4 separate regions of the Mus musculus genome follow, and all the other regions are linked to region 4. Evidence: chromatin contacts called from public Hi-C and promoter capture Hi-C data. All regions are on one chromosome and are shown on one strand. Each heading gives the region's core, a stretch centred on a gene start, on an enhancer-like site or on the middle of the called end of the contact. The rest is flanking DNA. Distances are from core to core; before and after follow the strand shown.

Region 1 (3,267 bases), core at 482-2,981, 140 kb after region 4:
CAGGATATTTTATTATAGCAACAGAAACTAGGCCAGTCCTCAAAATACTCTCCCTACACTGTTCTAGGGATTTAAAAACATGGATGAAGATGTGGGAAATCGGACATAAGCTTCAAACGCAGGGGCAGACATCCAAGCAGGACCGGTCCGAGGCAGACAGCTGGACGTTAAAGGCACGATCGCCCCCTCGCGGACATGTGCGGTAATGACACAACGTCTGCAGCTGGGCGGGTCGTTTGCAGAGGGGAGGAAAGACGGAAGAGATTGAGTTTATTTGTGGGTGTGCACACGTGTTTACTCACAAGTCTGTGGATATGAGCCTAGAGAGGCCCCCAGGAAGGGACCCTGGTATTTCTGGCATCTCCACCCAGTCTTCTAGAAGGAATGGCCAGCGGCACTACTGGATGATATGGTGTCTTCAATTTATTTTTAGTTTATTTTCTTTTCTGTTTTTTATTTTTATTATTTATTTATTTATTTATTTTTTTGAGACAGGGTTTCTCTGTGTAGCCCTGGCTGTCCTGGAACTCACTCTGTAGATCAGGCTGGCCTCGAACTCGAACTCAGAAATCCACCTGCCTCTGCCTCCCGAGTGCTGGGATTAAAGGAGTGCGCCACCGCTGCCCGGCTTAGTTTCTTATTAAATTTATTTGATTTGTGTTTGTGTGAACGAGTGTGTGAGTATCCCGAGAGCAATAGGAGGCCAGAGGACATTGTGCAGGAGTCAGTTCCCTTTTTCTATCGTGTAGGCCCTAGAGATTAAACTCAGGTCATTAGGTGCAAAACTTCTTTACTTGCTGAGCCACCTCACAGCCCCTACCCTTCAATAATTTATTGTTACATATTTTTCTTAAAAAATGTTTACAACTTATTTTTATCTCTAGTGATTTCTAGGTGGATCTGAGCTTCATTTGTTGAATTGGTACTCTGGATAATTTTATTATTTTTTAAAAGAGAAATGCATTTATCCGAAACAATGACCCTTGTACTGGTGGAATTCCAGCCTATGAAGTCAGGCATAGACTCCAGCAGGCTGTGTTTCCTTGTCTGTGGCGCCGAGGCCCCCATTTTTCACTTCAAGGAACACTTTGCAGTCTAACCACACAGCGCTCACTTGCAGCCCTGTGCTGCCACCTAGCGTCCACGAGTGATATGGCCCCTGGGTTCAACTGTGTATATTCCCCAACTCCTCCCAGATCCGCTGTCATCCAAATCGTCTTACAACACCATGCCTTCTTTTTAAATTTTAAATAGCCCATCCAGTTTAATTTGGGGTGTCCATGTAGTACTTGGTGTGTGGCTATCCACTGGGGCATGGTCAGCCTGCGGGGTCAGGGGCATAGTTTAAAGAAAACTGCCTCTCCCTCCATCAGCAGCCATCAACTGTCCAGCTCCTCAGTTAGGGTGGGCTCATGAGCCCTTCCAACTCCTGCTGTAAGGTTGACTGGTCTGATTATAAGCAGCAGCCACAGGTGCTGTAGTTTATTAGTACCGAGATCCTGCTTCAGTCGTGCCTGACTTCTGGCTCTTACAGTCTTCCTTGTCTCCTCTTGGGGAGAGGGTTCCACCTTATTTTTTTGAGACAGGTTCTTCTATAGCCCTGGAGTTCAGTAAGTAGGCTGGCCACCTTGGGGATACATTGATCTCCACACCTCCCTCTCTCCAGGGCTAGATTATAGAACTTCATTTCCATGCCTGGACTTTAAGTGAGGGTGTGCAGAGCTCACTCAGGGAGCTTTGCTTGCTTAGCAAACACTTACTGACTGAGCCTCCCCTCCCCCCACAGCCTGGGTCTCTCTATGTAGCAGATCAAGGCTGGATTTGTGCTTATAATCCTCCTGCCTCAGCCTCCCCAGTATCTGAGATTTCATAACCTGCACCACGAGGTTCAGCTAGAGTGAGCAGTATCTGTTTTAATAAAAACTTAGGCTGGCTGTGGTGACAAAGGTCTTTTATCCAAGCACTTGGGAGGCAGAGGCAGAGGCAGAGGCAGAGGCAGAGGCAGAGGCAGAGGCAGAGGCAGAGGCAGAGGCAGAGGCAGAGGCAGAGGCAGAGGCAGAGGCAGAGGCAGAGGCAGAGGGAGAGGGAGAGGGAGAGAGAGAGAGAGAGAGAGAGAGAGAGAGAGAGAGAGAGAGACAGAGAGAGACAGAGAGAGACAGAGAGAGAGAGGCAGAGAGGCAGAGAGAGAGAGAGAGAGTGAGAGAGAGAGAGAGAGAGAGAGAGAGAAAGAGAGAGAGGCAGAGGCAGGCACATGCCCTTGAAACTAGCCTGGTCTACAGAGTGAGTTCCAGGACAGCTAGGGCTACACAGAGAAACACTGTCTCAAAAAACAAAACAAAACAAAACAAAACAAACAAACAAAACAAAACAAAAAACCAAACCAAACCAAACCAACCAACCAACCAACCAACCAACCAACCAAAAAAACCCAAACAAACCCCAAACCAAAATCCAAACCAAAACCCAAAACCCCAAAACCAAAACCAAAAACCAACCAACCCCTCCTCCCTCCCCCACTAAATGGGTGTGTGTGGACAGGGCTCAGTAGTGAATACACTTGTCAGTTTCTGATGACCCAAGTTCATCCTCTGGAACTCTTGTGGTGGAAGGTGAGGACCATTTCTTGAAAGCTGACGTCTGACCTCCACATGCACACAGCAGGATACACATTCAAACAAACAAACAAACAAACAAACAAACACATGAGAAAGGACAAGGCGATGGTTGAAGGGGAGGGGGATGCTAACTGCCTCGAGAGGTCACCATTTCACTCGTAATCTACGTACCAAATTGTTAAGGTGTGCATCACCCGACGAGGAAAAAAAAAAAAAAAAAAAAAAAAGGAACGGAATAAACCACACAGCCTGTGTACTTTGGAGTCTCCTCAGCAAGGGAGGTGGAGAGGAGGCCGGTGGGATTGAGGGATAGGCTGCACACACACAGAACCTGGATCCGTTTGAAGTCCTAATTAGAAACCAGCGTCTCTGTGGATGGTTGTGCTTTTCCTGAAGCGTGCTGGCTGGCCCAGCTGCTCCAGTGCTCGCTCCACAAACGTGAGGATCCATGTCTCGACTTGCGGATTCTAGGGTAGCGAGGAAGACCCCGTCTTAGGAAAACACATGTGAGTGGCACAGATTTGACTTAGGAGGTTAGAAGACCAACCAACAAGGGAGGGCACCAAGTTGATAATGGTGGGCAGACGAGAGGAGTTGGGAGCGGGAGGGGGAGCACATGTAGGAAGTTCTCAAAGAACTAATGAAAAATACA
Region 2 (3,367 bases), core at 427-2,926, 200 kb before region 4:
TCAGCCAACAGAGCTCCTCCTTTTTTTCTTTGAAGACATTATCTTAGTTTGTAGCCCTTTTACTTTTGCCTCTCTTCATAAGAGCATAGATCCCATGGTAGGGGGTCCCTCACAACTCCATAAATCATCTCACGACTGGTAAGGGCTTCAACCTAGGAATTTGGGGAAAAACAGCCCAGGCCTCTACTCCTACCCACATATACTGCTTTCCCTAGAGTCAGCAATGGAGAGGGACCGCTACATGAGCCCCATGGAGGCCCAAGAGTTTGGCATCTTGGACAAGGTCTTGGTCCACCCACCTCAGGACGGGGAGGATGAGCCAGAACTGGTACAGAAGGAGACTGCCACAGCGCCGACGGATCCTCCTGCCCCGACAAGCACCTAAGGAGTGGAGACCAGACTGAAACTTCCTCTGCTGGGCCCAAGAACAACCCCTAGAGGAGATGTGGATTGAGGTTGCCCTCAGAGCAGGGCAGACTGCCTGAGACACTGTGATTTAAATTAAATCTTTGTAGTCTTTGTCCCATGTCTGAAGCACCTTCCATTACTTCTCCAAGACAGCAGGCCTCCTTCACCTTGACAAACCACTTCAGTAAGCAAACCCTGGCTCTCCTGGAACTAAACCAATCTAGCCTCAGACTCAGGTACCCACCTGCCTCACCTCCTGAGTGCTAGGATTAAAGGTGTACACCACCACACCTGACTTCAACAGACTTAAGCCATATACTACCCCAAAGTCAGTGGGTAGAAATATGATTTCATACATCTTTGGTTATGTGTGGGTTTGTGCATGGTGAGTGCAGTACCCATGGCCAGAAGAGGATGTTGGGTCCCCTGGGGCTTCCCTGTGGGTGCTGGGACTTAAGAGTACATTCTTACCTGCCGATCCTGGGCTTGGCCCCTTAGAGAGTTAAGAGTTAGGGTGGAGGGTCTACCAGAATCTACCACCAACTTTGGGTTGATCCTCAGACCCATGAGACCTGACACTGGTGACTCACCAGGTGACAAAGTCCTGGCATTTTGTTGCAGGCTCCAAAAGCCAGCTGAAGCCAGAGAGAATGTCAGGACATGTTTATGGAGTTTTACTAGAACTAGAAGCAGAGGATCCCAGTTTATGGGATGGAGGCAGGTGCCACATGACCCTATGGAGGTCAGAGGGTCGCAAATGCAGGAGTTGCTTTTTCTGCTTGCACCATGTTTGGGGGTCCTGAGGTCAAACCAAAGACTCTTAGCAAGTGCTGAGCCATTTTCCTAGGCCCAGTTTATTAGTGTGGAAGGAAGTAGACTCTTTTTAGATTTAACACAAAACATTTGAGGTGGGGGTTGTATTATTTGGTCTTATTTGTTTGGATGTCCTATTTTGTGGGCAACATCTGAAATTCAGGTTAGCCTCAAACTCAAGGGCTGACCTTGGAGTTAGTTATCCTCCTTTCTCCACCAGGGTGTGCTGTTTGACAAGCGCTAAATTTGCGCTAGGCTGATTGAACTTCTAACCTTGGCTTTGCCCCCACGTGACCTCCAGCCTCCGTTCGCCCTAGTTCTGCACCTACTGCTTGAGACCTTGCTCAGGGCCGAGAGGCGGGACAAGCGGTAGACTGACTTAAAGCACAGCTAATAGAGCCAGTAGCTGATGGGCGTGGTGCGGTGTCAGCCAATAGCTTGCGGGGGTGTGGCTCAGCCTGCTGTGGTCAATCCCTGAAGATGGCGGGCAGCAGGAGGCTAGCGATGCGGTTGCTTTCTGGGTGCGCCTGGGTGCGCGGCTCAGACTCTGCCGTGCTGGGCCGCCTGCGTGATGAGGCCGTGGTGCATCCAGGCTTCCTGAGCCAGGAGGAGGAGGACACGCTAACACGCGAACTGGAGCCCCAGCTGCGGCGCCGGCGCTACGAGTACGACCACTGGGACGCGGTGAGTGGGCGGAGCGGCGAGCTAAGGGGACGCCCACTGGGACATAGTGAGGGGGCGGGGTCCTCGGAGGGGTAGAGTGAAGAGCTAGGCTTGCTTGGCCAGGTTGGGGACAGTGTGTTTTGGGCAGTCCCCGATGTAGGTTCGGGTGGGACCAAGTTTCTCTGGTGTGGGACATGGCGGGTGCTGGGCAATTCGATGAGTGACAGTTGGTCAGGAGGTCTTGTGGGAATGGGGCTGATCTTGATGCCAGAGCTGAGTCCAGGGGAAGGCCTGCTGCTGCGGGCTTGTGGATGGTACTTAGAGCAGGGGAAGGGACCAGAGCCGGAGAAGGTGAACTGGCAACGTTGAGCTCAGAGCAGCGCAGTATTACAGTGGGGGCAAATCACTGCTGGGCTTTACTAAGAACAGGGGCTGTAGTGTGGGGCTGGGCCTGGAATCAGAAGGGAGGGTTTTGGTGGGCACCAAGGAATGCGTAGTGAGGACAAAGATGTCACTTCAGACATGAAGTTCTGGAACACTTCAGGGGCATTGGTGACAAGATTAGAAATAAAAAGCAGACTTGGGAGAGGGAGTGCCAGCAGTTGGGAGTTTCACTAGGGACTTGAGTGGGATCAAATAGAGACAGGAGACCGAGATACTGAATATTAGGGTGGCCAGCACCAGGGACCACTGGGAAACGAAACGTGAAGACCAGATGCGTGGTTGAAACCTCACTGATAATGAGCTAAAGTTGGAAAGACTGCCTGCCCTGTACTGCACCCCTCGGTACCTCATTTTCCTGTCCTGGGAGTTCCCAGTTATGACTTGAGCTCTCTATTCAGGCCATCCATGGCTTCAGGGAGACAGAGAAATCCTGCTGGTCTGATGCAAGCCAGGTCATCCTGCAGCGGGTTCGGGCGGCTGCATTTGGTCCTGACCAGAGCCTGCTATCCCCAGTACATGTGTTGGACCTGGAACCTCGGGGCTACATCAAGCCTCATGTTGACAGTGTCAAGGTGGGCAGAAGGCATTCCATCAGAACTCCTAGCTAGGTTGTCGGTGGACAGGGGGGCAGAACTAAGCCTGACACCCCAATATACACAGCATACATACCCCTTTTCCAGTTCTGTGGATCTACCATTGCTGGCCTTTCCCTGTTGTCTCCAAGTGTTATGAAGCTGGTGCATACACAGGAACCTGAGCAGTGGCTGGAACTGTTGCTGGAGCCAGGGTCTCTCTATATCTTAAGGTACGACGTAACCCAAAGTCCTCAGGTGAGGCCGAGGGTTTCTAACAGTCACCACCACCACTCAGAAAAAGTATAGAAATGCTGAAGGGACAGTCTTCCCTCCATCCACCCACTCAGCTTCTCTCTTCTTGCAGGGGTTCAGCCCGATATGACTTCTCCCATGAGATCCTTAGAGATGAAGAATCATTTTTTGGGGAGCACCGGGTTCCCCGGGGCCGACGCATCTCAGTGATT
Region 3 (3,373 bases), core at 20-2,519, 160 kb after region 4:
ACTGAATTTGTAGATTGCTTTTGGCAAGATGGCCATCTTTCCATCTTCTGAGGTCTTTGATTTCTTTCTTCAGAGACTTGAAGTTCTTGTCATACAGATCTTTCAATTGCTTGGTTAGAGTCACACCAAGATATTTTATATTATTTGTGACTATTGTGAAGGGTGTCATTTCTCTAATTTATTTCTCAGCCCGTTTATCCTTTGAGTAGAGGAAAACTACTGATTTGTTTGAATTAATTTTATATCTAGCCACTAAGCTGAAGTTGTTTATCAGCTGTAGGAGTTCTCTGGTGGATTATTTTTTAGGGTTATTTATGTATTCTACCACATCATCTGCAAATAGTGATATCTTGACTTCCTCCTTTCTAATTTGTATCCCTTTGACCTCCTTTTGTTGCCTAATTGTTCTGGGTAGAACTTTGAGTACTATATTAAATGATAGGGGAAAAGTGGACAGCCTTGGGTGTGGTGTGTGTGGTATGGTGTGGTGTGTGTATGGTGATGATGCATGTGGTGTGTATGGTGTGGTGTATGTGGTGTGGTGTGTGGTGGTGGTGATAATGATGATGGTGGTCTCTCTGTCTCTGTCTGTCTCTTTCTATCTCTGCCTCTCTCTCTCTGTCTCTCTCTGCCCCCCTCTGTCTCCCTCTGTCTGTCTGTCTGTCTCTTTGGTGTGATGTATGTGGTGTGTGTGTATTCTACAAGGTTGACATGATGACAGAATTTAATTTTCTTAGCAGCAAGCTCATGGATCCTGGTGATAAATGCAGCATGACTTTACTGAAAAGGCTTTGTGATCTTGAAGAGTGGATTGACTTCACTGTGGGCAGCACATGCAATCTCACTTGTTTGGTGTAATGAAAGAAGAGAATGAGAGGTGGAAGGGGGATGGTAATGTTGAAAAAAAGAATGGTACAGAGGAAACTGAGGTTGGAGAGAGATGGGGTAGATGGTAAGAGATGGAGAAAGAGGGAAGGAAATGGAGAGAAAGACAGAGAGACAGAGAGAGACACACAGAGAGACACACAGAGACAGAGAGGAAGGGAAAGGGAAAGAGAAAGGAAGAGGAAGAGGGGGAGGGGAAGGGGAAGGGGAAGGGGAAGGGAGAGGGAGAAATGTGGACACTAGCCAGATTTAAGGGAGAAATTAGGGGGTTGCCAGTCTGTCCACCTCTGATGGTGGCAACTCAGCAGAAAGCTGCTGGGCTCAGTCTGGCTTTGTTGAGCAACCCTGACTCCACCCCTTTTCTTCCCCACAAAGCAAGCTTTTAAAGGGAAGGCTTTCTTCATTGAATGACTGCCACAGTACGATGTGGGGCTTTTGGCTGCTCCTCTTCTGGGGTGAGTATGAGGTTGAATGGGGCATGGATGGCTGAGGTGTGGGCTGGAAATAGGTTGCAGGGAGAAAGGCCAACCTTGGAGGGGTTCGGCCCATAGGCTAATGTCTATTGCACACAGCAAACTTTACCTTGGGAAACCTTTGACAAAATTCCTTGACTTAGGGAAGTCTATTCACCAGGGTAGATCTTCCTGTAGCTGTTCATGTGGCATGTCTGTGTTTGTGAGCCATCTCAGTTTTAGTTAGAATTTAACATGGAGTAAACTTGTGAGGCTCCGGTGCGTGCATCTGGGATGGTGCAAGGGGGATGGAAGTCCACACAGCAATGGAAACAGTCCCCTTACCATTGCGTAGCCCTTTTTTATCAGCCATAGCTCACAAAGCAGAACATGGGTGTGAAAGAGGTAACTTGCCGGGCTTTGGCAACAGTTTAGTGTGTAAAGTGCTTGTCCTACAAGCACAAAGATCTGGATTTGATCCCAGAATTTATGTTAAAAAACCAAGTATGTGGTACACTTCTACCTCTGGCTCTGGAGAGTAGAGAAGGAGGATTCCTTGGTTCTTGATGGCCAGCTAGCCTAGCCCAATTGGTGGATTCCAGATCAGTGAGAAAGTCTGTCTCTAAACAATTAAGGTAGATGGAACTGGAGAAAGGTGTTTGAGGTCATCCTCTGGTTCCTACATGCCAGTACACACAAGTGCATGTTCACCTGCACTACACATTGCACAATGTCATGCACACACAACACAAGTGCAATGCACACACAGACATGCAATGCACACAAAAGGCACATGTGTACTCACAGATGCAAAAAGAAATACTGTGAGCAAGTCTTAGCTAATGAGGGGTAGAGCCACGGTATAAAATCATTCCAGCTCTGGCCTTGTTCAAACTCTTAGTCATGGCTGGTTTGTGCTGTGGGAGTCAGCGAAGATAGTCCCGTTCTAGAAATAGACTCGGGGCTACACCTTCCTTTTCTGGCTCCTGTTGCTTTTGTTTTGGGCACTAGCGCATTTCACTGTGTGATCTTCCACGTCACTGGTTTTCTCGCGTGTTTGCAAGATTTTTTTTCCCCATTGTTTTAAATTTAGATGGGAGATATGGATTTCCGGTTTTAGGGATGAGAAGAGGGATCTATTTTGCCTCACAGTTTGAGATGGTATGGTCTGCCATGTTGTGGAAGCCTTGGAAGAGTCATAGTTAGATGGTGGGCTGGCACTGCTTTCTGCTTGTTGACTGTGAAGCAGAGAGCTAAGAAGTTGAACTGGCGTACATATTTTCAGGTCCCCTCCCATGGCCTCATCTCTAAACTTCCTCAGACAACACCACCATCTGGTGACCAATAGGTTAAACACATGATTGTGTTGGTTACATTTCACATCCAAACCACAGCAAACAGCTAGCCTGCATACATGTATATGTACATTACATGTACATATATGTGTCTTACACACATAAAGGCAATAATTTTAATATCGTCTCAAGAATGAACTTAAAATAATATCATGCTTATTTACTTAAATACATTTTAATTTATTCTTTGAGGATTTCATACATAAAGGCAGTAATTTTGATTACCTGCACCTCCGTGCCACTCTACTCTGAGACCTCTCTTCACTGTGACCATCTCTAACATCATGTCCTACTTTAAAGAAAACCCACTGAGAGCAGGGTGACCTTCTGGGGCATATCCCTGAAGCAAGAGGATTCTCCTCTTAGCAGCCATTGACTCTCAGTAGATCATCAGCTCCTCAGGATGGGACCAGACTAGAATGTTGGCTGGCTTGACCGTGCAGGTTTCATGTAGGCAGCCACAACTGACATGAATGTTTAACTAAAATCATGCTTGGAAGTCAGTAAGCAGCACCTTCCATGGCCTCTGCCTCAGCTCCTGCCTCCAGGTTCCTACCCAGTGTGAAAGTCTTAAAATGTTAAAGAAAGTGCTGCAGGAGAGGATTTTTAAATATTCTCACACAAAGAAATAACAAACGTTTTAGAGGAAGCATAAAAGCTAGAAACAAAACAAGACCTCCA
Region 4 (3,314 bases), core at 620-3,119:
TGATGGCTGAGATCAGTACACGGAGGCCAAAAGGTGGAAGGAAAGAATCGTTCCCCTGAGAGTTTTCTGACCTCTACACTATGGCATGCACATGTGCAATAATAAATGAATAAAAAGAAGTAAATGTCAAAAAAAATTTAAAGACACACTAAATGAATGCATAAACGAGTGCTCTAACTTATAAAGATCTGAGTCTCCCAGGACATGCTAAACCCCATTCCGTGTGAAGATCTGGGGTCCCTCTCACCTGTAAGATGTGCTGCTGGGTTGGCCTGGTGAGATCGTTGATCTGAGGAAGAGAGTCAAAGGTTAGAGACAAAAAGAGGATTGTGTGTGTGTGTGTGTGTGTGTATGTGTGTGTGTGCACGCATGTCTCAGTGTGTGTGTACCCGAAGTTTCTCACACATCAATTGAGGCTACCTGTGTCAGGCTCTGTCCCTTTTGGACCCAGATTTCTGCTTCTCTGGCCCTGGGGGAGGGGCACCTGCGAGGCCTACAATGTGACACTGGGTGATGACCCAGAGTTGGTGTGGGGAGGTGCTGAGCGGAAACCATTCCACCTGCTTCAAAGGGACTGGGGCCCAAACTCACCTTGTATCAGCTTCTCCCAGGAGCCTTTGCCTCCATCCTGAAATGCAGACAGGGATGTTTGGTAAGGACATGCCGCTCCGAGTCTCACTGGTATGTGGTGATGAGACTGTCTGGCCATGGCCACAGACACCACCCATGGACATGTATGCAGAGCCACACATGCACATATCACATACATACACACAGATGCAGGGGGAGGGGCACACACCTAATTAGATCTGTTGTATTTCCAAGATAGGCTCTCATGTAGCCCAGTCTGGCCTCAGACTTGCTAAATAGCCTAGGATGACCTTGAACTCCCTCAGTCTTCTGCCTCCCCTGCCCAAGTGCTGGGATGAGGAATTAACTAGTCAAGTCGAGTGTCTGAAATGCTTGAGACTAGAATTGTTTCGGAACTGTTTTCGAGGTTTTTGGATAGTTGAGGGCCGGTGAGAGGGCTCAGGCGGTAAAAGTGCTTGCTGCCAAGCCTGGCTACCTGAGTTCAGTCCCTAGGACCCTCCACAAAGGAAGGCACAGAGAAGTGATTCCATAGAGGTGTTCCACATACATGCTGCGGCACATGCATACTTTTTCATGTCTACACACTAAATAAGTAAATGTAATTAAAAAAAAAAACTTAAAAAGAAAATATAGGCAAAGACTCGGGAGCATACTGTGACACACCCATGGCTTGTCTGAAAGGAACAGTGAGCAAGCACATGAGAGAGCTGCGAGTGAAGCAGGGTGACCATGAAGCCAGTGGTGGACAAAGGTTTGGGCTGGAAACAACAACCGAGTAGGTGAATCCCAAGGAAACTGCCGGGCACTGCACGTGTATCAGATCCTCATGTAAAGATGAGAAGACTGAGGGTCAGAGAGACAGGCTAACCGAAGCCCTGGGTTCTAGCACACAATACACAACCATAAAGGGACAGGTACTGGAGAAGACTCGCTGGTTCCCCAAGCCCCACTTACTGGCAGATGAGCTACTATGTCTCCAAGACGTTGATGCAGTCTCAGGAGAAACCAGCCCTGAGTGGCCAGCCCAGCACCTAGCAGCAGCACCAGGGCCAGGCTGACCTGGACAGTGCCACAGCGCCGTCTCCGGTGGTTCTGTTCCAGCCGCCTGAATGGGATGTCCGTCTGTCCATCCACCACAAACACTGAAGGCTGTACCACACTCTCCATGCCAGAGCAGCTGAGGCTCCGAAGCCCAGGGAAAGGGTTGGCAAGCCTGAGTTCCTCCTCTCCGGAGGAAACCACAATTGCCCAACACGCTCGGGCTGTGCAAACTGCAAAAGGTTCCTGTCACCCCTAGGACTCACTTTAAAGCTGAAGTCTGGTGCCTCCCCTTTCCTCACGTACCTCCTCTTCTTCCTGTGCCCCCAGAAGGCCCAGCCCCCGGTCGATCACTCTCACTGAGGCCACCATAGCTCACACTTTCCAGAAAATGTGACTCAGGTGGGATGGATGGGGCAGCCCCTGCTCCGATGTACTTGGTGGCTTTTGTTTCCCTCAGAGGAGCTTCTGTGGGTTCCATGCAAGCATCTTGCACCGCACCTGCATTTGCACGCGCTGACAAGCAGAGGCCTCTGTGTTTGCTTTAGTCTGTGCATATGGGTGCAGGTGCTTGTACAGATGCACGGTTCGTGGATGTGTGCACACAGGTGTAGATGTTCTGATATGTGTCTGCAAGTGCTGGAACAAGCACACAGGCATTTCCTGATGTGTGTGCAGGTCCATATATGGACACACACACACACACACACTACAGTGTCTATCATCTATTAGCACATGCACACATGAACCTCAGATGTGTTCATATGTGTGTCCACTGGAGACGGTGCTGGGGTAGATTTTCAGATACCACCTTGTCCCCAAATCTTCAGCTTGGACCTTACCCCCATCAGACACCCTCCCAGATACTGAGGACTTGGGGGTTCAGTTAGAAGACTCACCAGCGCCCCTTCTCAATGTCAATGGCCCCCATGCTGTAGTGTTTGTCTTGACACAGGGCTGGCAATGCTGTGACCACAGAACCCCAGTGCTCTGCCACGCTGCTGATTCATGGCTTCTCTAACCAGGGTTCCAGGGGAAGTACTGCTGAGACTCCTGTCCCCCTGCAGGACCCACCCATCCACCTGCCTCAGCAACAGAGCCCTTCAGAGGAAGCCCAGGTCTGTGAGGTGCTGAAGGGATGTGTGCTGTTGACATGAGCTTGTCAACAACTCCAGAGCCTCAGACCCAGAGGGAAACATAGCCTTCTCTTCTGGTCCACGCATGGATGTGCATGTCGCCAGTGTGTGTAGAATGTGTTCACCATCCTCCCCCTTGAGTGCTGACGCATGAACATAGCTCCCTTCCAGGGACAGTTCTTATGGAGACTAACTCAACCTGCCTTCCCCATCCCATTGTGCATATAAACCCTGCCTCCTTGCTTAACTGTATGTAATAAGTTGCCTTTTTCAGTGGTAGGCAATAACCCCACTTCTCCACTCGACTCTATATAATAACGTGCTAAGAGAACTCGTGTGCAGAAGGCCCAGATCACATGACCCCAGGATTCCTGGATGTCTGTGTTTGTCGTTTCTTCATCTCTTTGCTGTTGCCCAACTCAGGTCCATTCCTGGAACTGTGCAAATTACTCAGCAGCCCGGAGTATCTGATACTCCATAGAGGATCTGCCTGGAAGCGTTCTCTAGTCTCTCATGGTCTGTGCTGGCCAGTGTCAATTTGACACAAGC

The links. Promoter capture Hi-C pulls out the DNA fragments that hold promoters and counts their contacts. A called contact is a pair of places that touch in the nucleus more often than the background predicts. Capture Hi-C pulls out chosen DNA fragments and counts their contacts.
Region 1: a contact with region 4 is called in a Hi-C map of bone marrow-derived macrophages, with 39 read pairs. The contact joins the enhancer-like site here to the promoter of Tnfsf14 in region 4. A contact is called at or near these places in 11 of 39 promoter capture datasets (the C10 cell line, the HPC-7 cell line, cranial neural crest and 5 more), 6 of 15 datasets of contacts at CTCF or cohesin (CD8 T cells, the G1E-ER4 cell line, the NIH/3T3 cell line and 3 more), 8 of 484 Hi-C or Micro-C datasets (the HPC-7 cell line, bone marrow-derived macrophages, embryonic fibroblasts and 2 more), 10 of 115 datasets of contacts at active chromatin or transcription factors (CD8 T cells, the HPC-7 cell line, acute myeloid leukemia and 6 more) and 4 of 9 other capture datasets (adipose tissue, liver, macrophages and 1 more).
Region 2: a contact with region 4 is called in a promoter capture Hi-C map of liver. The contact joins the promoter of Alkbh7 here to the promoter of Tnfsf14 in region 4. A contact is called at or near these places in 15 of 39 promoter capture datasets (the C10 cell line, the HPC-7 cell line, HPC-7-derived erythroid cells and 10 more), 2 of 15 datasets of contacts at CTCF or cohesin (CD8 T cells and pro-B cells), 7 of 484 Hi-C or Micro-C datasets (B cells, CD8 T cells, the CH12 cell line and 3 more), 7 of 115 datasets of contacts at active chromatin or transcription factors (the HPC-7 cell line, bone marrow-derived dendritic cells, bone marrow-derived macrophages and 3 more) and 5 of 9 other capture datasets (adipose tissue, embryonic stem cells, liver and 2 more).
Region 3: a contact with region 4 is called in a promoter capture Hi-C map of macrophages, with 7 read pairs. The contact joins the promoter of Adgre1 here to the promoter of Tnfsf14 in region 4. A contact is called at or near these places in 6 of 39 promoter capture datasets (the C10 cell line, embryonic stem cells, macrophages and 2 more), 1 of 15 datasets of contacts at CTCF or cohesin (the NIH/3T3 cell line), 3 of 115 datasets of contacts at active chromatin or transcription factors (the HPC-7 cell line and bone marrow-derived macrophages) and 3 of 9 other capture datasets (adipose tissue, liver and pancreatic islet).

What each region holds. Positions count from the first base shown.
Region 1 is chr17:57,334,745-57,338,011 of GRCm38.p6, forward strand. No RefSeq gene overlaps it. Among named protein-coding and RNA genes, the nearest start is that of Adgre1, 22 kb to the right of the region's middle. Within about 2 kb of position 1,732, at least 51 of the 459 cell types and tissues checked have an H3K27ac peak or open chromatin away from gene starts, as enhancers often do. A contact at or near this core is called in the G1E-ER4 cell line, the HPC-7 cell line, acute myeloid leukemia and 5 more, where this site is marked.
Region 2 is chr17:56,995,663-56,999,029 of GRCm38.p6, forward strand. It overlaps Alkbh7 (alkB homolog 7), which reads left to right and starts at 1,677. Exons shown (of 4, transcript NM_025538.3): 1 at 1,677-1,905; 2 at 2,727-2,900; 3 at 3,009-3,133; 4 at 3,268-3,367. The coding sequence starts at 1,702. It overlaps Clpp (caseinolytic mitochondrial matrix peptidase proteolytic subunit), which reads left to right. Exons shown (of 6, transcript NM_017393.2): 6 at 216-709. The coding sequence ends at 385.
Region 3 is chr17:57,357,417-57,360,789 of GRCm38.p6, forward strand. Adgre1 (adhesion G protein-coupled receptor E1) reads left to right here and starts at 1,270. Exons shown (of 22, transcript NM_010130.4): 1 at 1,270-1,340. The coding sequence starts at 1,310.
Region 4 is chr17:57,192,312-57,195,625 of GRCm38.p6, forward strand. It overlaps Tnfsf14 (tumor necrosis factor (ligand) superfamily, member 14), which reads right to left and starts at 1,870. Exons shown (of 4, transcript NM_019418.3): 1 at 1,546-1,870; 2 at 592-628; 3 at 248-289. The coding sequence starts at 1,758.